6 separate regions of the Mus musculus genome follow, and all the other regions are linked to region 5. The links are chromatin contacts, called in public HiCAR-type, HiChIP or PLAC-seq and promoter capture Hi-C maps. All regions are on one chromosome and are shown on one strand. The core of a region is the stretch at or near the end of the contact, and the rest is flanking DNA. Distances in the headings are between cores, read along the strand shown.

Region 1 (2,700 bases), core at 57-2,556, 430 kb after region 5:
TTATATACTATGTCTTTCTTCCTTCATATGGGGAAGTGGGAGATCTCACATGGAGATGTTTGAGAATAACTTACACATTTGTGTTTAATATTTTTTCATTAAGAGGGAAAATAATAAAGAATGAAATTAGGAATGTGTTTAACTTGTTAGTTGAGATGGTCTCAGTGACATCTTAGATTATTTAGAGAGAATGGGATAAGGAAAAGAGACCAGAGTGGGAGTCTGCTACACTGCTCCAGAACTAGGACTGAGGGAACTATCCACATAGGATTCATGTATAAAGTGGGTGTTTAAACATCAAAACGTGCCATGCAGTGGCGGTGTACACCTTTGATCCCAGCACTCAGGAGGCAGAGCCAGGTGGATCTCTGAGTTCAAGGTCAGCCTGGTCTACAGAGTGAGTTTATGGACAGCTAAGGCTACACAGAGAAACCCTGTCTTGAAAAACTAAATTTTACAAATAAAAAAATAAAGGAAATGCTTTATTTAGCATGAAGTTTTCAGTATAACAGTGATGTTTCTTTTTTTCTAGACCTCAGTTTAAAAATTCTCCGGGAAGACAAAAAGTGTCCGGGGTCATTACATATTATTAAATGGTAAGTAAATTCTGTAAAATTGCCCATCAAACTTTATTTTCTAAAATCTTTTCCTAAAAAGAGAATACTTTATTAGCCCTCTTTCCTGAAAATTGTAGCAATTATTCAGTATTATTTTAAACTATTGATTTCATTTTAGAAGAAAATAGACTTATATAAAGAAAAAAAAATCCTAACTGCGATTATTCACTATATACCTTTGTGTTTACTACCATTCTGTGCTGGGAAGAGAGAGAACACTTCTGTGCTTCAGAGCTGTGTGTTATTTATAATATTCTATAGATATATGGGAATGGCTTGGGGTTTTAAAAGGTGGTTAAACAGAACGGGCAGAATGATTGTTAATTTATATACTGCAAAATAGAAGTGCAAACTAATTACATACTTGGATTTATTTTTTTGGCTGTTCATATGGGCTAAAGTGACATTGGATATTATTTCTTGACAGGATTCAAGGTTGTTTTGATGCTTTGGAAAAGAGATACGTAAGAATTTTTGAAAATTTACCTCCAAATTAAAGACTCATCTTTACTCCTTAAAAAAGTTTAGACATTTTATTTTGTAGTGTTTAACAGTATAGCAGTGCTTGCTTTTTTATTTGTTAGTCGATTTTCTTTTATTTTGTCTGTGTCGCCTCACTGTTGTCTCCCTTACAACAAATAGAAACGAAAGCTTCGTTTTCCTTTTTATATACGCATATCTTTTTTAACCACAGAATTTCCTCTGAAGTCACTGGACAAGATCCACAGGATGTGGGTTAAGGAAGACAAGAATCTGGTAGTTAGCACGTTGAACATGTTCTAAATAGCGGTGACTCGGTTTGCAGATGGAAAAGAAGAAATAGTTAAATAATGAAGTTTTACTCTATTTTATTTTGTTAATTATAACTCCTGTGTATAACTTTGAACTTTTAAAAGACACAGCCCAGATTTTAAGTGCGTATGCTCTCTCATGCTTCAGTAGACACGAATGAAGAATGTGAAGAATGAAGGCTCAAGGTCTGGCTGAAGAGATGCGATGCACCTGAATGAAACCCCTGCTCCTATGCTTGCTCCATTCCCCCAAGTCTTCACTCGTCAGCTCCACGTTAAGCTGCAGTGAAGAGGCTTGCCATTGTGTCAGTAATGTAGTCACGGAGTCCCTCACTCCTTCCCACCTTGGGTGAACAGTTACTCACATTCATTCCATTTTGACCCAGGGGACAGAGGGATACAAAGATAAGACAGATCAGGGAAGGGCTTAGAGACATGGCAGGAGGTGAGTGTTGCTCATATGAGGGCTAATGATTGCTAGTTATCTACTGGTTCAGCTGTACCTGTTGCTAAATTATTGGTTGTCTGGGGTCTGGGTTGAGAAAGAGACATTGCAGGATGAATTTGGCTTCTCGGCAGCGCAGCGGGATGGATTAGCCTCGGAAGTACTGAACACCTAGGAACTTTTCATAAGTTCTTTATTGTTACACAAAAAAGGCACTTTTAGCAAGACAATTTCCGCATAGCAAAACCTCTTATCTGATGTAGGAGTTGTGTGAAGGCCGATTACCTAAGCAGTTCAGTCAGGAGATTTCCTGGTTCGCCAGGTATGTCTTGGGACTAAGTTATGCAAAAACTCTGAATCCTTCAGAAGGGCAGCTCCAGAGATCTCAGCTAACCTGATCAAGGCCGTCCACGCGTGACAAGACCCTCTTTCACTCCAGAGATCTCAGCTAACAGTCCTGATCAAGGCCATCCACGCGGTGACAAGACCCTGTTTCTTACAAAGAAGAAAGGAGTGGGGGAAGAGGAAGAGGAGGAAGAGGAATAAAAAAGCAGGTCACTGGTGACGCAAGCCTTTAAACTCAGCACTCAGGAAGTAGAGGCAGGTCTCTGTGAGTTTCAGGCCAGTGGGACCTACTGAGTGAGTTCCAGGACTACCAGGACTGTTATATAGAAACCCTGTCTCAAGAAAACCCAAAGAAACAAAGAGTAGTTCAAGTAAAACCAGGTTTCAAGTAGCAAGTGCCCTTGGAAGATGTCCTGTTGAAGAACATGGTCTTACTAGTTATGAAATTCTGGGTACTTCCCCTATTGCCCCTCTCATCTCTCACAATTCCTGCTCGTGAACC
Region 2 (2,700 bases), core at 73-2,572, 360 kb after region 5:
TTTTGGCCATAAGTTTGCTGACCGGTGTGGTCATGGGGAGGACTCAGATGATCTGAATGAGCGCTGCCCAGTGTTTCTACAATGGCTTGACTGTGTTCATCAACTTCAGAGGCAGTTTCCTTGCTCTTTTGAGTTCAACGAAGCATTCCTTGTGAGTTTGGACTTCATGATTCTACATTTTGGGACCCATATACACCTAGAGGGATGCTGATACAAGTGTTAGGGGGTCATTTTTACCTAAAACTATGCATTTTTCAAACTTATCAAGGAGTGACTGCTTTATTTAAAAGCAACAGCATTTAACTTTCACTCAGTGAATCTAGCCGCACCAGGTTTTCCTCTGTAAACATAGAGTTGGCTTCTAAAGTATATGGTCTAAAAAGTAGTTAGAGATAGAAATTATCTGAATCTGCCGTGCTCCCCTCCAGTCTCTACTGGTGCTGTCTGCCATGTTTTCTGCTCCCGCTAGCTCCTTTGATGAAAGATGTCCTCTTCCTGTTTGAGCCCTCCGTTACTGTGTCCTCCAGCTTCTATCCCCTTATTTCTGACTGGCTTAGCATTTCTCCACTATGCTTCTTGCATTAGTATGTCTTTGACATGGGAGTGCTGGTAGTTGGGGTCAGGCCCTGCAATTGGTAACTGTGAAGAGGAGGTGCCATATATTAGCTGCCTATGCATATACAGCCTACATCCCTGAGTGAGCTGAAGTGTTCTCAGGGATGTCACGGTGAACTGTCTAGAGTTGGGTTGACCTCCTTTCTGAGACCATGTACCCCACTGTATCATTTTGTCTGATTGGAATTTTGCAGGTGAAACTGGTACAGCATACCTATTCCTGTCTCTTTGGAACATTCCTGTGCAACAACGCCAAAGAGAGAGGGGAAAAGCAGACTCAGGAACGGACATGCTCTGTGTGGTCACTTCTTCGAGCAGGCAACAAGGCTTTCAAAAACCTACTGTATTCATCTCAGTCAGAAGCCGTATGTACCCTTTAGCCTGTCTCTGTGATCAGCAGAAAGAGTTTGAGGGTGGGGGCGCATATGGGAGCTGGTTTGAGTAGTACTTGTTTTTTGTGAAAAACGTGTCAGCTGTCTCAAGGTACTGGTTCCACTTTTCCATTTTCCACCATTCTGTCTATGTAAGCCTATTTTTTGATAATGCCTGTCCATGACCAACTCAGGTTCAAGGTGGTTTGGGTGTAAAACACATCCCTCCTTTGTCATGAATCATTGCCTGTACTTCCGCTACTGCTCAGCGTAGTCCTAACACGTTTCCACTCTCTGGAGGAAAAGGCATTAAGGTTCCTTCTCTCAGATGGTTTGCGTAGATAAGAAGTATTAGCCAGCAGGCTCCGGCTACTCTCCCATGAGCCAGGCAATGGGACCCACTCAGCTCTGTCTCAACATAAAATTCTTTCTGCTGTTGGCATGTATCTATCTGTCTGTGATTCTCTTCACACATGAGAGCTGCCAGGCCTTTTAACACTTTGTTCCCTCAAAAGAATGCCTTCTGCTAACCAGAGAGAGAGAGGCAGTATGTCTGTGTATCAAAATGTATTGGTTTTCCCTTTGTCGAATGCAGTTTAAGCCCTTAGAGGTCCATGCAGGCTAATCAGAGGTTATATTACATTGCTGGGCAATTAATACACTTCGAATCACAGTTAAGTAGTTAGAAGAAAAGATTTACAGTGTCTCTCCTTCCCTTCGTTGTGCCTGCTGGGAAAGTGGCAGTAAGGGGTAGGAAAATACCCTTATTTTCACATGATTAATTTAAGGGATTCTATAAAATAGGTTTACAGCTTTCACTGAAGCCAAGCTTTAGTGAAACAGACACATTCACCATGTAACAGAACAATTCTTACTCGGTAAATCAGGCTGATGAAAGCCTGTCGTTCAGTAAAGACCAACTGAGATAGTTAATACGAAGTCTGCCTTTAAAGGACCCATTAGATTTTCATGCTCACGAGAGGCTTTTAAGTAAAGAGTATTGGCCGACAGAAACCCTGGGTCTATATCTATTCTCTTGGGAGATAGACCTTCATTTACTGGTGCCACCTCATTGTTGATCTGTGACCCAGCTGTGTTGAGTGGCCCACCTAGGTGTGTTCATTCTTGCTTTGTCATTCCAGGCATGTCTAAGGGATTTACTGGAACATGCATAAACCTGTGTCCTCCCCACCCTTCTCCTCAGGTGCTCTACCCCGTGTGCCATGTGCGGAATCTGATGCTGTGGAGCGCAGTGTACCTTCCCTGCCCATCCCCATCTACCCCCACAGATGACAGCTGTGCACCATACCCAGTCCCAGGCACTAGCCCTGATGAGCCCCCACTGAGCCGGTGAGCCCAAAGCTGATGCCACAAGTCCTAAGTCCTGAATGGTGCTCTTCTTTCTTAAGTGGTGGTATCCCCTCTCCCCTGCCTTCTGCCCTTCTTCTCCCTCCCTTCCCTGCCTCCAAGGCTGACCTTAGACTTGCAGTGATGTGTGTGTTCGAGTTACTGGCCTGAACCACGACATCTGGCTGAAGTTTAGTTTCTTAAGAAAGATAGTAAGCCTTATTTCTGAAAATGAATTGGACCTGTCCCTACATTATTCTGCCACCTGCACTGAGCGGTTTTTCGGTAGTGGAGCACATCTGTGGAGTCTTTGTGGACTTTGGTTTGTTCATACCCTGCTCCCTGCTCTGGTTAGTCTTCTGAAGCT
Region 3 (2,700 bases), core at 131-2,630, 270 kb after region 5:
GTGCCTGGTTTATTTTACTTTATTTTTTTAATTAATTTATTTATTATATGTAAGTACACTATAGCTGTCTTCAGACACTCCAGAAGAGGGTGCCAAATCTCGTTACCGATGGTTGTGAGCTAACATGTGGTTGCTGGGATTTGAACTCAGTGAACTACCATGTGGTTGCTGGGATTTGAACTCAGGACCTTCGGAAGAGCAGTCAGTGCTCTTAACCGCCGAGCCATCTCTCCAGCCCTTATTTTTTTTTAACTTTCTCTAAGAACTACTGTTCTTTCTTTCTTCCTCTTTCTTTCTTTCTTTCTTTCTTTCTTTCTTTCTTTCTTTCTTTCTAAGAAAATGAATAGCATTCTCTTATAAGGTATTAGGACTAGACTTTCTCCTCCATTTAACTGATATTCTTGCCTGATATGAAAAAGTTAATGACTTTTCTGTTTTCAGAGTCACACAAATTTAAATGCGCTTATTTGTATAGAATATACTCAAAATCAGGAAATTTTACAGGACAGTTTTGAACACATGCATACAAGGAAACCTTGTAAAATTCTCCTGTCTGCTGTATTACTTCTTTCTTTTGGGGGGGGCATTTTTTAAAATTAGGTATTTATTTCATTTACATTTCCAATGCTATCCCAAAAGCCCCCCACATGCTCCCCCACCCACTCCCCCACCCACCCACCCCCACTTCTTGGTCCTGGCATTCCCCTGTACTGAGGCATATAAAGTTTGCACGACCAATGGGCCTCTCTTTCTACTGATGGCCGACTAGGCCATCTTCTGATACATATGCTGCTAGAGACACGAGCTCCAGGGGGTAGTTCATATTGTTGTTCCACCTATAGGGTTGCAGATCTCTTTAGCTCCTTGGGTACTTTCTCTAGCTCCTCCACTGGGGGCCCTGTGTTCCATCCAATAGCTGACTGTGAGCATCCACTTCTGCGTTTGCTAGGCCCCAGCATAGCCTCACAAGAGAGAGCTATATCTGGGTCCTTTCAGCAAAATCTTGCTAGTGTATGCAATGGTGTCAGTGTTTGGAAGCTGATTATGGGATGGATCCTCGGATATGGCAGTCTCTAGATGGTCTATTTCTTTCTTCTAACTCAAACTTTTTATTTGTGTATGTAGGGAGGTTGTATGTTATTAAAACATTTGAGTGGCTTGCTTGATATGTATCTGCATCCCTTGCTTGATAAGTACTTTAGGGAGCCTTGAAATGTGTTGTTTTACTCACTGTTCCCACTCTCCAAAAATATGTTTTTATGCTAGATCCAGTAGAAAGCGTGTTGGCAGTAGTCCAGATGCTGACTCACTAAGGAGCAATGGTAGATACTGAAGGGAATGACCTATCGCAGGATTCTATTTCAAAGCCTAATGCTGTGATTACATCAGTAAAAGGCAGCCAAGAAATCATGATGAGATCTTCCTTGTACCTCCTGGGAGTATTGCTACACAGAGGCAGGCCCTTTCACAGAAGTAGGCACTACTTTATATATAGATAAAAGCATTTTTTTTTTGCTACCAATCTTACATAATTTAAAGGTGAGCAATAAATTGAGGACTCATAATGGTGGTGCCGTTGTGGGACTGAAGGTGTCTTTTCCCTTTTCTGGACCTGGATGAGAATAGCCTATGGTGACTAAGGGTTAACTCAAGAAGCTCAATGCAGATCAGTTTTCTAGAGCTAAAGGAATATACTTAGCTACGTATCATGTTCATGCCAGACACTGTAGCCTCTGTCTCCTAATTAAACAGACTGGAAGAAACCAAAGCAAGATCAGGTCCTTTGCCTATTCCTATTGTACATTTTAGGAGTAAAAATGGTTAGAAAATGGGCTTGCTTTAATACCGTGAAATAGATACTACTAAATATGATGGTTTGGATTGGAGAGATTGCAGTTCCATCTTTAAATTTGATTTCATAGCCATAATTGGTTTTTGGTGGCCAACTAAACGTTTATAATCACTAGGAAAGTTTGTTTTTATTGCAAATTGGGATGGAAAGTGCAGGAGCATGCACATTTTCTGTTTAAAGGTGTCTTAGAGATGAGAAAATACCCAAATGACCTCAAAAGAGTTTTTCAGAGATAAACCCTAGTGTACTTAGATTGACCCATTTTTATTATGGTAAAAGTTTCTACTTCTCTGTAAACTATGTTAATCCTAAAGAAAAGTGTTAAGCATGATAGTATTTTGCTATAAATGAGATGTTTGTTTAGCTGTTTGATGTATTTCAAGTATACTGTTTGGGAATTAAAAAGTTAGTTTTCAACTGTTTTTCCAGAGTATGCTTCTCAAAAGTTAAAATTACTTTGCTTTCTTTAAGGAATATGTTATATCCATCCATCCATCCACCCACCTTTCCCTCCCTCCCTCCCTCCCTCCCTCCCTCCCTCCCTCCCTGCCTCCCTCCCTGCCTGCCTGCCTGCCTGCCTGCCTTCTGTCTTTCAGCCCTTTAGTCTAATTTCCCACCACAGATTGCCATCTTTCCTGTTGTTTGGTCCTGGTCATTGCACTGGGAAAAAAAAAAAAAAAAACTTAGTTTCCTTTCATCTGTTTTTTTTTTTCCTTTCTTTTCTTCAGCCTTTTCTATATGTAGTGCTTTGACAATGACCTTTAAAAAATAAAGTGTAGGGCTGGTGAGATGGCTCAGTGGGTAAGGGCACCCAACTGCTCTTCCGAAGGTCCAGAGTTCAAATCCCA
Region 4 (2,700 bases), core at 119-2,618, 470 kb after region 5:
AGGTGTGCGCCACTACTGCCCGGCTGTTTTGTTTGTTAAGGAGAGAATCACAAAATGAACTATAGATCTTAAACATACTATCTTTGTAACTTTAAATCTTTACTGGCTAGGTTTAGCAGATAAGAGGCCATTAATAGTTCAGTGAATTTGTAATGTACAGTAAGAGACACATATTTGAAGCATATTGTAGAAAACAAAACAAAAGGCCAAAATCATAGAGTCTTAAGCTTTGTGGGACACCAAGCATTCTTAAACATGGACTTAGTATATGTTGCAGCAATTTTTACTCCTTTTACACATAACCACATAAAGGCTTGTGTGTGTACATTCATTACAACTTTATTTATAGTAACTGGAAATAACACAAATGTCATGAGTACATCAAAGAAGCAAATTGGTGATGTCTTTGGAAAGTGAATTATAATTTGCAAGAAAAAGAAACAACTGATACAGGCAAATATAGGTATGAGATTTATAAGTCAGAATAAAGTCAAACAAAAGAACATATGAGTATAATTTTTAAAAGGTAAACTATGACTGGTCTAGTTGTGCACCCTTTAATCCCAGGCCTTGGGAGTCAGAGGCAGGCAGTTCTTTGTGAGTTCAAGAACAGCCTGGTCTGCATAAGTTCTAGGATAGCCAGGGCTACATAGTGAGACATATAGGAACTTTTTTTTTAGCATAATGAATATTCTGTATCATTGTAGCTATGATTATCATTTATCAAAACAGAAAGAGATATACACTTCAAATAGTTTAATTTTATGGTTCATTTCATTGTGTTTTTCCTCAAGGCCACTGAATTTAAGACAGGGTCTCACTGTGTGGCTCTAACTGGTCTGGAAGTCTCTGTGAAAACTAGATTGGCCTTGAATTTGGAGATCCATCTGCCTGCAGTTGAATGTAAAAGCATAGTATTTTTTATTTTAAAATACTGATTGGTTGTTTTTGTGTATGTGTGTCTTGAATACATGTGCACATGTGTGTGGTACCTTCAGAGGCAGGAAAAGGGTATCTGACCCTCAGGAGCCAGAGGAACAGGCAGTTGTAGGCCACCTGATATGGGTGCTGGGAACCAAACCTGGGTTCTCTGGAAGAGCAACAGTCATCTTAAACCCTAATTCATAGTGTTATGGTTACAGTTCAGTTTATAGTTGCTACAAATGTAGGACTAATCATGTCCCTCAGAGAAGGATCGGCTCAGTCAATTTTGCTAGGTCAATAAAGTAATGGCTTCAGCTCATTAATGGCTGTGTTTGCGTTTCTGAAGCACTCTAGCTAGTGGCCGCCATGTTAGACAACATTAACATAAAGCCTCCCAGCATCGAAAGTCCTGCTGCACAGTGCTGCTCAAACCATCTGGTTCCTCTTTGGTCAGCTTGTAGGGTTTCTGCCTGCTGTTGCTCTCACACTGCAGCCTTCCCTGACCGGCTTCCGGGTACTCTGCCAGTCTTGGATATCAAGATCTTACATGTCCTAGAAATATCATTTTACCCGTATGTTTGATTAAGGATATTGTTGGAAATAAAAATCTAGCATGTTAATTATCTGTCTTGGTAAATTTGGGGGACGTTGTTCTTCTGTGGTCTAGCTTTCTGTATTGCTGCTTTTTGGGAAGTTTCAGACCTTTCTGATTCTAAGTCCTTGTTCATTATCTGATCACTCCTGTCTGAAAGCTTTGTTCCTCAAGGTTTTCAAATTTTATAGCAGCTTCCCTTGATGTAGGCCTATTTTTATACATTATTTGTTCTGGTTACATAGTGACCCATTTCATTGAGGGAGGGCACTCCCTCAATTCTGGGAACCTTCTTGAATTATTTCCTTAAGGAAAACAATGTCTCATCAAGTTCATTTCATGTTTCTTCTTTGTGGAACCCCATATAGATATCAGATCTTTCGTATAGGTATTCTGTTTGTTAAAAGATTTGTAATCAGTTTTGCATATTTCTACTGTTCTTGTCCTGGGGAAAGAGAACTCTCAACACACTCCGGATTCTTTCTCATTTGTAGACTATATTTTCATTTCCAAGACCTTTGTTGTTTTTCTCTGAATACAGCTTTCTGATAGCATCCTGTTCTTGTTTGTGGTTATAGATTTGTCTCCTATCTTTGAAAATATTAATTACATGTATTCAGTCTAGGAGGGTTTTTTAAAGGGTGTGTTTGTCTGTCTGTCTGTCTGTCTGTGTATGTCTGTCTGTCTCTGTGTGTGTTAGTCTGTCTTCAGGCTCTTGTATTTGTATTATTTATTTAAATAGGGCTAACCTCAAATTTGGCCTCCCAAGTTCAGGGATTACAGCCATATACCTCTATGTCCAGCTTACGAGTCTGTCTCCCTCCTTCCCATCCACGTGTTAGTGTTTGTTTCTTCTGTTCTCTATCTCATCTCTCTAGCTCCTATGTTCACATTTAAGAGTTCAGAGACTTAAAAAAGTTCTGAAGCTTGCTGTGGCCTTCATTATATAATGACTTGTTCAAATCTTTGGGAGAATTCCCAACATCTGTGTTTTAAAGTCTTTGTTTTTCTTCATCAGTGTCCACAAAAGTATGCTATTTAGCTAAACAGACATGAGATGTAAAGGCCCCTCCCGTCGTGTGTGTGTGTGTGTGTGTGTGTGTGTGTGTGTGTGTGTGTGTGTAGGCTAGAAGAAGGCAATCTCTTGGAACTGGAGATATAGGCAATCGTGAGCCACTTGAAGT
Region 5 (2,700 bases), core at 25-2,524:
AAAAAACAAAACTGTGGTGCTTTGACTAAGAACGGTCCCATAAGCTTATATTTGAATGCTTGGTCACCAAGGAGTGGCCCTATTTGAAAGAATTAGAAGGCTTAGGAGGTGTGGTCTTGTGGAAGGAAGTCTATCATTAGGGGTGGTTTTTGAGGTTTCAAAAGCCCATGCCAAATGGTTGTCTTGCTTTCCAAGCCTGCAGATCAGGATATAGCCATCTCTCAGCTACTGCTCCAGTACCATGCATGCCACCATGCTCCCTACCATGCTGATAATGGACTAAACATCTGAAACTGTAAAGAAGAAAAAGTCCCCAATTAAATGTTTTCTTTGATACGAGTTGCTGTGGTCATGGTGTCTCTTCACAGCAGCAGTGCCTGGGGAATGTATCTTTAAAACAAGTAAAAACTCTACAAATCCCCAGAAAGTTGAAATTTTCCTAAGCATATTATACATTTGATGACGTTAAGCTACAAGTACTCCAAGTATGTAGCTTGGAAATTAAAACAAAACAAAACAAAAAAACCAAACAAAGGAACAGAGGGTAAAATGAAAATTCTTGCCGGGCAATAGTGGCGCACACCTTTAATCCTCAGCACTTGGGAGGCAGCAGCAGGCGAATTTCTGAGTTCGAGGCCAGCCTGGTCTACAGAGTGAGTTCCAGGACAGCCAAGGATACAGAGAGAAACCCTGTCTCGAAAAACTCAAAAAAAAAAAAAAAAAAAAAAAAATAAATAAAATTAGCTTTCTATATGTATTAAGCAAGTTTCAATTCCTCAACCACCTAGTAAGGTAAGGACTATCATGAATTCTGTGGTTATTCTAATTCTCTTAAAAAGAAGTTGAAGGATCTGGCAGGCAAGTCGGGGCAACTTAAGCGGCCTCACTTCGTGTTTTTAAAGTTTGAAAAATATTGAGTCAGCATATATAATTAAGTGTCAAAAAGGAATTTCGGCCGGATGTCCCAGATACGACTGAAGCTCTGGTAAGACGCTATAAATGGGATCTCTCACTGACTGCAACAGTACCTCGTGCGGTGCAGTCCCGGCCTCTACAGGTTTCCCGGGAAAGGCGCCGCCCGCTCCTTCTCAACCAGTCTTGCTAGAGTAGGAGTATACTTTAGGAACAAAAGCGCTCGGAGTGACCGCATCTACAGCCACTCAACGCCGAGAACAGACCGGCGGCCCTCGTTCAGTGCAACTTTCAATTGGTGGAGTAGGCCTCCAGGAGGCGGGACGAAGCGGAAGTCCCGCTTCCTTTGGCGTTCCTGCCAATCACAGTATCTTAGAGAAAAAAGTGTTAGGGTGAGTCGCTGAGTAGCGTAGTGGGAGTCCGGAGGGCGGGGCGGGGCGGGGATCCGGCAGGTCGCTGAGGTGGGGGTTGGTAGAGGACGCTTCCCGAGGGCGCGCGGAGCGGAGCTGGTGACAGACACGCACGCGCGTGTGCGCTCCCAACTACTGCGCGGCCCCGCGACCCTCGGGGGTCGCTGAGAGGCCCGGCGTCGGCGCCGCAGCCGTCTAGGATTTCTGTCCAAAGGCGTCCCTGGCGTCCCCAGCCCGAAGCTCCAAGCTCGGGGCTGCGCGTGCTTTTGCCGGCATCTCCCCCCGACCCCCCCGTCGTCAGAGACTGTCCCTTAACTCATCTTTCCGCACCCACAGCCGGGTCCTCGCGGCCCATGCTGGCCGCTGGGGACCCAGGCAGCCTAGGTCTGTCTCGGGCCGGCCAGCCGGCCACCATGGTGGCCCTGAGGCCTGTGCAGCTACTCCAGGGGGGCTAAGAGACCCAGAACGCGGGCCTAGGGGTGAGGGGATCCAAGGCCGGTACCTCGCGCCATGGCCGGAGCCATCGCTTCTCGCATGAGCTTCAGCTCACTCAAGAGGAAGCAGCCCAAGACATTCACGGTGCGGATCGTCACCATGGACGCCGAGATGGAGTTCAACTGCGAGGTAACCGGCCGCCGACCCCGACGGGCTGTGAGTGGAGAGCCGCGGAATCTCTGCCTGTCTGGTGGCAGCGACGCGGGTCCCTACCCATGGGGTGCCCTCGCTGTGGTGACAGTCGAAGTGCAAGCTTAAGGGATTCCGTATATATCATTATCTGGAACCGGAAGAGGCTTTCTAGGGCCAGATCACAAGTTAAAGCTAGTTGTTTGTTTGCTTGTTTGTTAAAGTGGGGTTCTTGGTTTTGGCATTTCCCGAAGGTTATTTTCATTCATTTGTTATTGGGAAACACTGGAATCTTCCGTAGAAACGAACCGGTGTGCAGTGTGTAGAACTCGCGCCTAAAACTCCAGGGAGTTTTTCGCTAGGTATTAACTGTGTACCCTAGGTCTTAAAAGTTACATCTAGTTATATTGGAAGCTCGTACTTTTCCCTGTTCCAAAATTTTCAGTTTCTGGAAAAAACTCTTTGAGGAAAGAGTGTCTTACATTTACTCTTTATAGTTTCTAACATGATGATAATAGCTATCATTTTGTTGAAGAGTGTGTATGTGAGTGAGTGTGTGTGTGTGTGTGTGTGTGTGTGTTTGTGTTTTCAGGGCCTTGTGTATGCTAGGCATGCACCCCATCACTGGGTTGTATCCACAACCCTGAACACTTGCTAAGTGTCAGACATTTACACATTTGACTCTCAAAAAACAAACAAACAAAAAAGCAAAGCAACAACAAAAAAGCCAGTCAGATAGGTCCTGTGCCACTGG
Region 6 (2,700 bases), core at 185-2,684, 390 kb after region 5:
AAGACCGGCCAAATCTTCAAAGAAAGTTCCAGAACAGACAAGGTGACACAGTGAGCCTTTATTTATCTCAAAATAAATAAAATATTAAAACTGCCAACCAGACTGGGCAGCTTGTGTCTCAGTGGTAGAGTTTTTTGGGGGGGGTAGGTGGGAGGTGGTGTTTCAAGATAGGGTTTCTCTGTGTAGCCCTGGTTGTCCTGGAACTCACTCTGTAGACCAGGCTGGCCTCAAACTCAGAAATCCACCTGCCTCTGCCTCCCAAGTGCTGGGATTAAAGGTGTGTGCCATCACTATCCAGCAGTGGTAGAGTTCTTGTCTATCATACATAAGACCCCAGCCCTGAGAGAGACAAAAATACAAACCAAATCAAACCAAGCCTGTCCAGTCTCTGCTGGCCTGTGTAACGCAGCTGCCTGGTAAAGCATCCACAAATCCTGTGCACACCCCAGGAAGGGCATGCATGGATCATCAGGAGATGCCCCTCGCTGGACAGCACTCACCCTGTACACAGAGGACCCATTGCTGTCCTATGCTCTAACATTCTTTTGTATGCTTCAGGACTCTTTTAATCGGAAGTTATGAAAAACAGTGTTTCTGGACTAAGCAATAGTCACATTTTAATTTTTTTCAAATGCACATATATTTTTGTAAAAGAAGAAAACTTTCTGGTGACTTAATGTCTCTCTGAACTTTCTAGGCTTGGCTTGGCTTAGTGCTAGTACATCTGCAAGGTGCTCAGATCAAGCCCCAGCACCTAAAAAAAGAAGCTTTGAACTGTGAATAATTTCCTGCAGTCCTGGGGGCAGGGGTAGGAACCAAACTCATGGCCTTGACTGAGCATGCTCAGCAAGTATTGCACCCCCAACCATACTCCCAGCTCACACCGCTCCCTTTGGAAGCCCATACTTAGTGATGGAGGTCTCACCCAGGCCAGAGTAGCCTCAAACTCACTCTGTAGCTCAAGATGACCTTGAACACCTGATCCGGCATCACTGCCTCCCTAATGCAGGAGTCACAGAGAAAAGTCTCCATGCCCTAAGAAAAACCGATGTGTCTGTCTGGAGTGCCTCTGCACAGGGGATTTGCTGCTTCCTCTGTTGATTTACACAGTCATTTATTAAAGTCAAAATAGATGCCTGTGGTGTTTACTTCATACCTGGGTTGCCATTCAGGACTGATGCGCTGACACTGCCAGTCTTTCAGAGATGGATGATCCTGTCTTTACATATAATCATCTCCTTAATAGCCCTGTGTCATACCATCTTTTCTAATTCTAAGAACAAATTTACATCCTACTTCATTTTTGTTGCTCAAATGAGTCCATTTTTGACATTGGCTTTTGTGGTGGTTTGAATGAAAATGGTGCTGATAGGCTCAGAGGGAGTGGCACTATTTGACAGGATTAGGAGACAAAGCCTTGTTGGAGTGGGTGTGGCCTTGTTTGGGGTGGGTGTGGCCACTGAGGGGTGGGCTTTGAGGTTCCAGAGGCCCAGGCCAGGCCCAGTGTCTCATTCTCCTCCTGCTGTCTGCCGATCCAGACATAGAACTCAACTATCTCTCCAGCATCATGTCTGCCTTCATCCTGCCATGTTTCCCACATGACAATAAGGACTAACCCCTCTGAAACTGTAAGCTGGCCCCAATTAAAGGTTTTCCTTTATAAGAGTTGCTGCGGTCATGGTGTCTCTTCCCAGCAATAGAAACCCTGACTAAGACAGCATGCTTTTGGTGAACCCCTCTGCCCATAAAAACCATCTTCATGGGTTTTCTTATTGGTAATGTCATCATTTTGGTTTTTAAGAAATCTGTGCTTTCTCCTCTATAGGGACCCCACCCTCATCACTGTATGCAGTCATGTGTGGCATAAGGACATCCTGGGCAATGGCAGACAGAGTGTGTCAGTGGTCCCAGGGAATTAGGATGGAACTGAAATTTTCCTATTGCCTAATTATATCATGGTCATCATACCATCACTGTACAATGCATTAGTCAACTGTTTGGGCTGGTGCTGCTGTCAACAGACCTGCTGTGCCACAATGGTACATGCAGATCTATGCAGTGCGGAGTGTTCCTGGGGCTGGCTTACTGTTCACACCCTGTGGGTGGCACACCCAGGGCTTCCCATGTGCTAGGCAAGCTCTCTCCCACTGAACTGCATCTCCAGCACACACACCTCTCTTTTTTCATATTAAATCAGGTCTCACTAAGTTGCCCAGGCTAGACTCGAACCTGTAATCTCCCTGCTTTAGTTTCTTGAGTCGCTGAGACTGCAGGCGTGTGCCACTATAGTCAGCTGGGATTACTTTTTCTTATAGTTTTTAAAAATAACTGCATGTTGGAGTTATGAATTTCTTCCTTCCTTTGTTTTTGTTGTTGGCGTTTTGTTTTGTTTTGTTTTGTTTTGTTTTGTTTTGTTTTGTTTCTTCTTGAGCTCTGACTTTCCTGGAACTTGCTCTGTAGACTGGGTTGGCCTTGAACTCAGAGATAGGCTTGCCTCTGCCTCCTGAATGCTAGATGTGCGTGTTGCAGCTCTGCAGGGAAAGGCTTCCCCTACAGAAGTGTCACAGCTTTGCTTCAGCTGCAGCACAGCAAAAGCTCTGCTCAAGTGTTGCCACTTTACTCAGAGAGCTATCCTGGCAGTCAGGAGCCAAGGACTACCACAAAGTCACACCACACAACAAACCTCACACAAGAGACTTA

Evidence for each region. Promoter capture Hi-C pulls out the DNA fragments that hold promoters and counts their contacts. HiCAR-type assays count read pairs that join an accessible place to other places. HiChIP or PLAC-seq counts read pairs in DNA pulled down with a chosen protein or histone mark.
Region 1: a contact with region 5 is called in a HiCAR-type map of Th17 cells, with 6 times the contacts expected there. The contact joins the enhancer-like site here to the promoter of Nf2 in region 5. A contact is called at or near these places in 6 of 39 promoter capture datasets (the C10 cell line, the HPC-7 cell line, cranial neural crest and 3 more), 3 of 15 datasets of contacts at CTCF or cohesin (the NIH/3T3 cell line, large pre-B cells and pro-B cells), 33 of 484 Hi-C or Micro-C datasets (CD4 T cells, the G1E-ER4 cell line, the N1E-115 cell line and 19 more), 25 of 115 datasets of contacts at active chromatin or transcription factors (the 230-238 cell line, the NIH/3T3 cell line, the SCID.adh cell line and 19 more) and 3 of 9 other capture datasets (adipose tissue, embryonic stem cells and pancreatic islet).
Region 2: a contact with region 5 is called in a promoter capture Hi-C map of hippocampal neurons, with 3 times the contacts expected there. The contact joins the enhancer-like site here to the promoter of Nf2 in region 5. A contact is called at or near these places in 5 of 39 promoter capture datasets (embryonic stem cells, frontonasal cranial neural crest, hippocampal neurons and 2 more), 6 of 484 Hi-C or Micro-C datasets (Th2 cells, brain, forebrain and 3 more), 13 of 115 datasets of contacts at active chromatin or transcription factors (the 230-238 cell line, bone marrow-derived macrophages, embryonic limb bud and 7 more) and 1 of 9 other capture datasets (adipose tissue).
Region 3: a contact with region 5 is called in an H3K4me3 HiChIP or PLAC-seq map of bone marrow-derived macrophages, with 4 times the contacts expected there. The contact joins the enhancer-like site here to the promoter of Nf2 in region 5. A contact is called at or near these places in 3 of 39 promoter capture datasets (the SN4741 cell line, cranial neural crest and second pharyngeal arch cranial neural crest), 1 of 484 Hi-C or Micro-C datasets (embryonic stem cells), 8 of 115 datasets of contacts at active chromatin or transcription factors (the NIH/3T3 cell line, bone marrow-derived macrophages, embryonic basal ganglia and 5 more) and 2 of 9 other capture datasets (liver and pancreatic islet).
Region 4: a contact with region 5 is called in an H3K27ac HiChIP or PLAC-seq map of microglia, with 5 times the contacts expected there. The contact joins the enhancer-like site here to the promoter of Nf2 in region 5. A contact is called at or near these places in 1 of 39 promoter capture datasets (cranial neural crest) and 4 of 115 datasets of contacts at active chromatin or transcription factors (bone marrow-derived macrophages, embryonic stem cells, microglia and 1 more).
Region 6: a contact with region 5 is called in a HiCAR-type map of embryonic stem cells, with 2.8 times the contacts expected there. The contact joins the enhancer-like site here to the promoter of Nf2 in region 5. A contact is called at or near these places in 1 of 39 promoter capture datasets (frontonasal cranial neural crest), 2 of 15 datasets of contacts at CTCF or cohesin (large pre-B cells and pro-B cells), 4 of 484 Hi-C or Micro-C datasets (CD4 T cells, the HL-1 cell line, pre-B cells and 1 more), 18 of 115 datasets of contacts at active chromatin or transcription factors (the 230-238 cell line, the SCID.adh cell line, bone marrow-derived macrophages and 11 more) and 3 of 9 other capture datasets (adipose tissue, liver and macrophages).

What each region holds. Positions count from the first base shown.
Region 1 is chr11:4,422,652-4,425,351 of GRCm38.p6, reverse strand. It overlaps Hormad2 (HORMA domain containing 2), which reads left to right. Exons shown (of 11, transcript NM_029458.1): 4 at 533-596; 5 at 1,045-1,081. Among named protein-coding and RNA genes, the nearest start is that of Hormad2, 17 kb to the left of the region's middle. Within about 2 kb of position 1,306, at least 53 of the 459 cell types and tissues checked have an H3K27ac peak or open chromatin away from gene starts, as enhancers often do. A contact at or near this core is called in the G1E-ER4 cell line, the HPC-7 cell line, the SCID.adh cell line and 7 more, where this site is marked.
Region 2 is chr11:4,489,258-4,491,957 of GRCm38.p6, reverse strand. It overlaps Mtmr3 (myotubularin related protein 3), which reads left to right. Exons shown (of 19, transcript NM_001373897.1): 13 at 1-151; 14 at 810-980; 15 at 2,191-2,336. Among named protein-coding and RNA genes, the nearest start is that of Hormad2, 50 kb to the right of the region's middle. Within about 2 kb of position 1,322, at least 13 of the 459 cell types and tissues checked have an H3K27ac peak or open chromatin away from gene starts, as enhancers often do. A contact at or near this core is called in hippocampal neurons, where this site is marked.
Region 3 is chr11:4,577,526-4,580,225 of GRCm38.p6, reverse strand. The region is part of intron 1 of Mtmr3 (myotubularin related protein 3); the gene reads left to right. Among named protein-coding and RNA genes, the nearest start is that of Mtmr3, 16 kb to the left of the region's middle. Within about 2 kb of position 1,380, at least 82 of the 459 cell types and tissues checked have an H3K27ac peak or open chromatin away from gene starts, as enhancers often do. A contact at or near this core is called in the SN4741 cell line and bone marrow-derived macrophages, where this site is marked.
Region 4 is chr11:4,381,174-4,383,873 of GRCm38.p6, reverse strand. All of the region lies in intron 10 of Hormad2 (HORMA domain containing 2), which reads left to right. Among named protein-coding and RNA genes, the nearest start is that of Gm24803, 58 kb to the right of the region's middle. Within about 2 kb of position 1,368, at least 5 of the 459 cell types and tissues checked have an H3K27ac peak or open chromatin away from gene starts, as enhancers often do. A contact at or near this core is called in bone marrow-derived macrophages and microglia, where this site is marked.
Region 5 is chr11:4,848,118-4,850,817 of GRCm38.p6, reverse strand. Nf2 (neurofibromin 2) reads left to right here and starts at 1,274. Exons shown (of 17, transcript NM_001252250.1): 1 at 1,274-1,946. The coding sequence starts at 1,833.
Region 6 is chr11:4,463,110-4,465,809 of GRCm38.p6, reverse strand. No RefSeq gene overlaps it. Among named protein-coding and RNA genes, the nearest start is that of Hormad2, 23 kb to the right of the region's middle. Within about 2 kb of position 1,434, at least 5 of the 459 cell types and tissues checked have an H3K27ac peak or open chromatin away from gene starts, as enhancers often do. A contact at or near this core is called in embryonic stem cells, where this site is marked.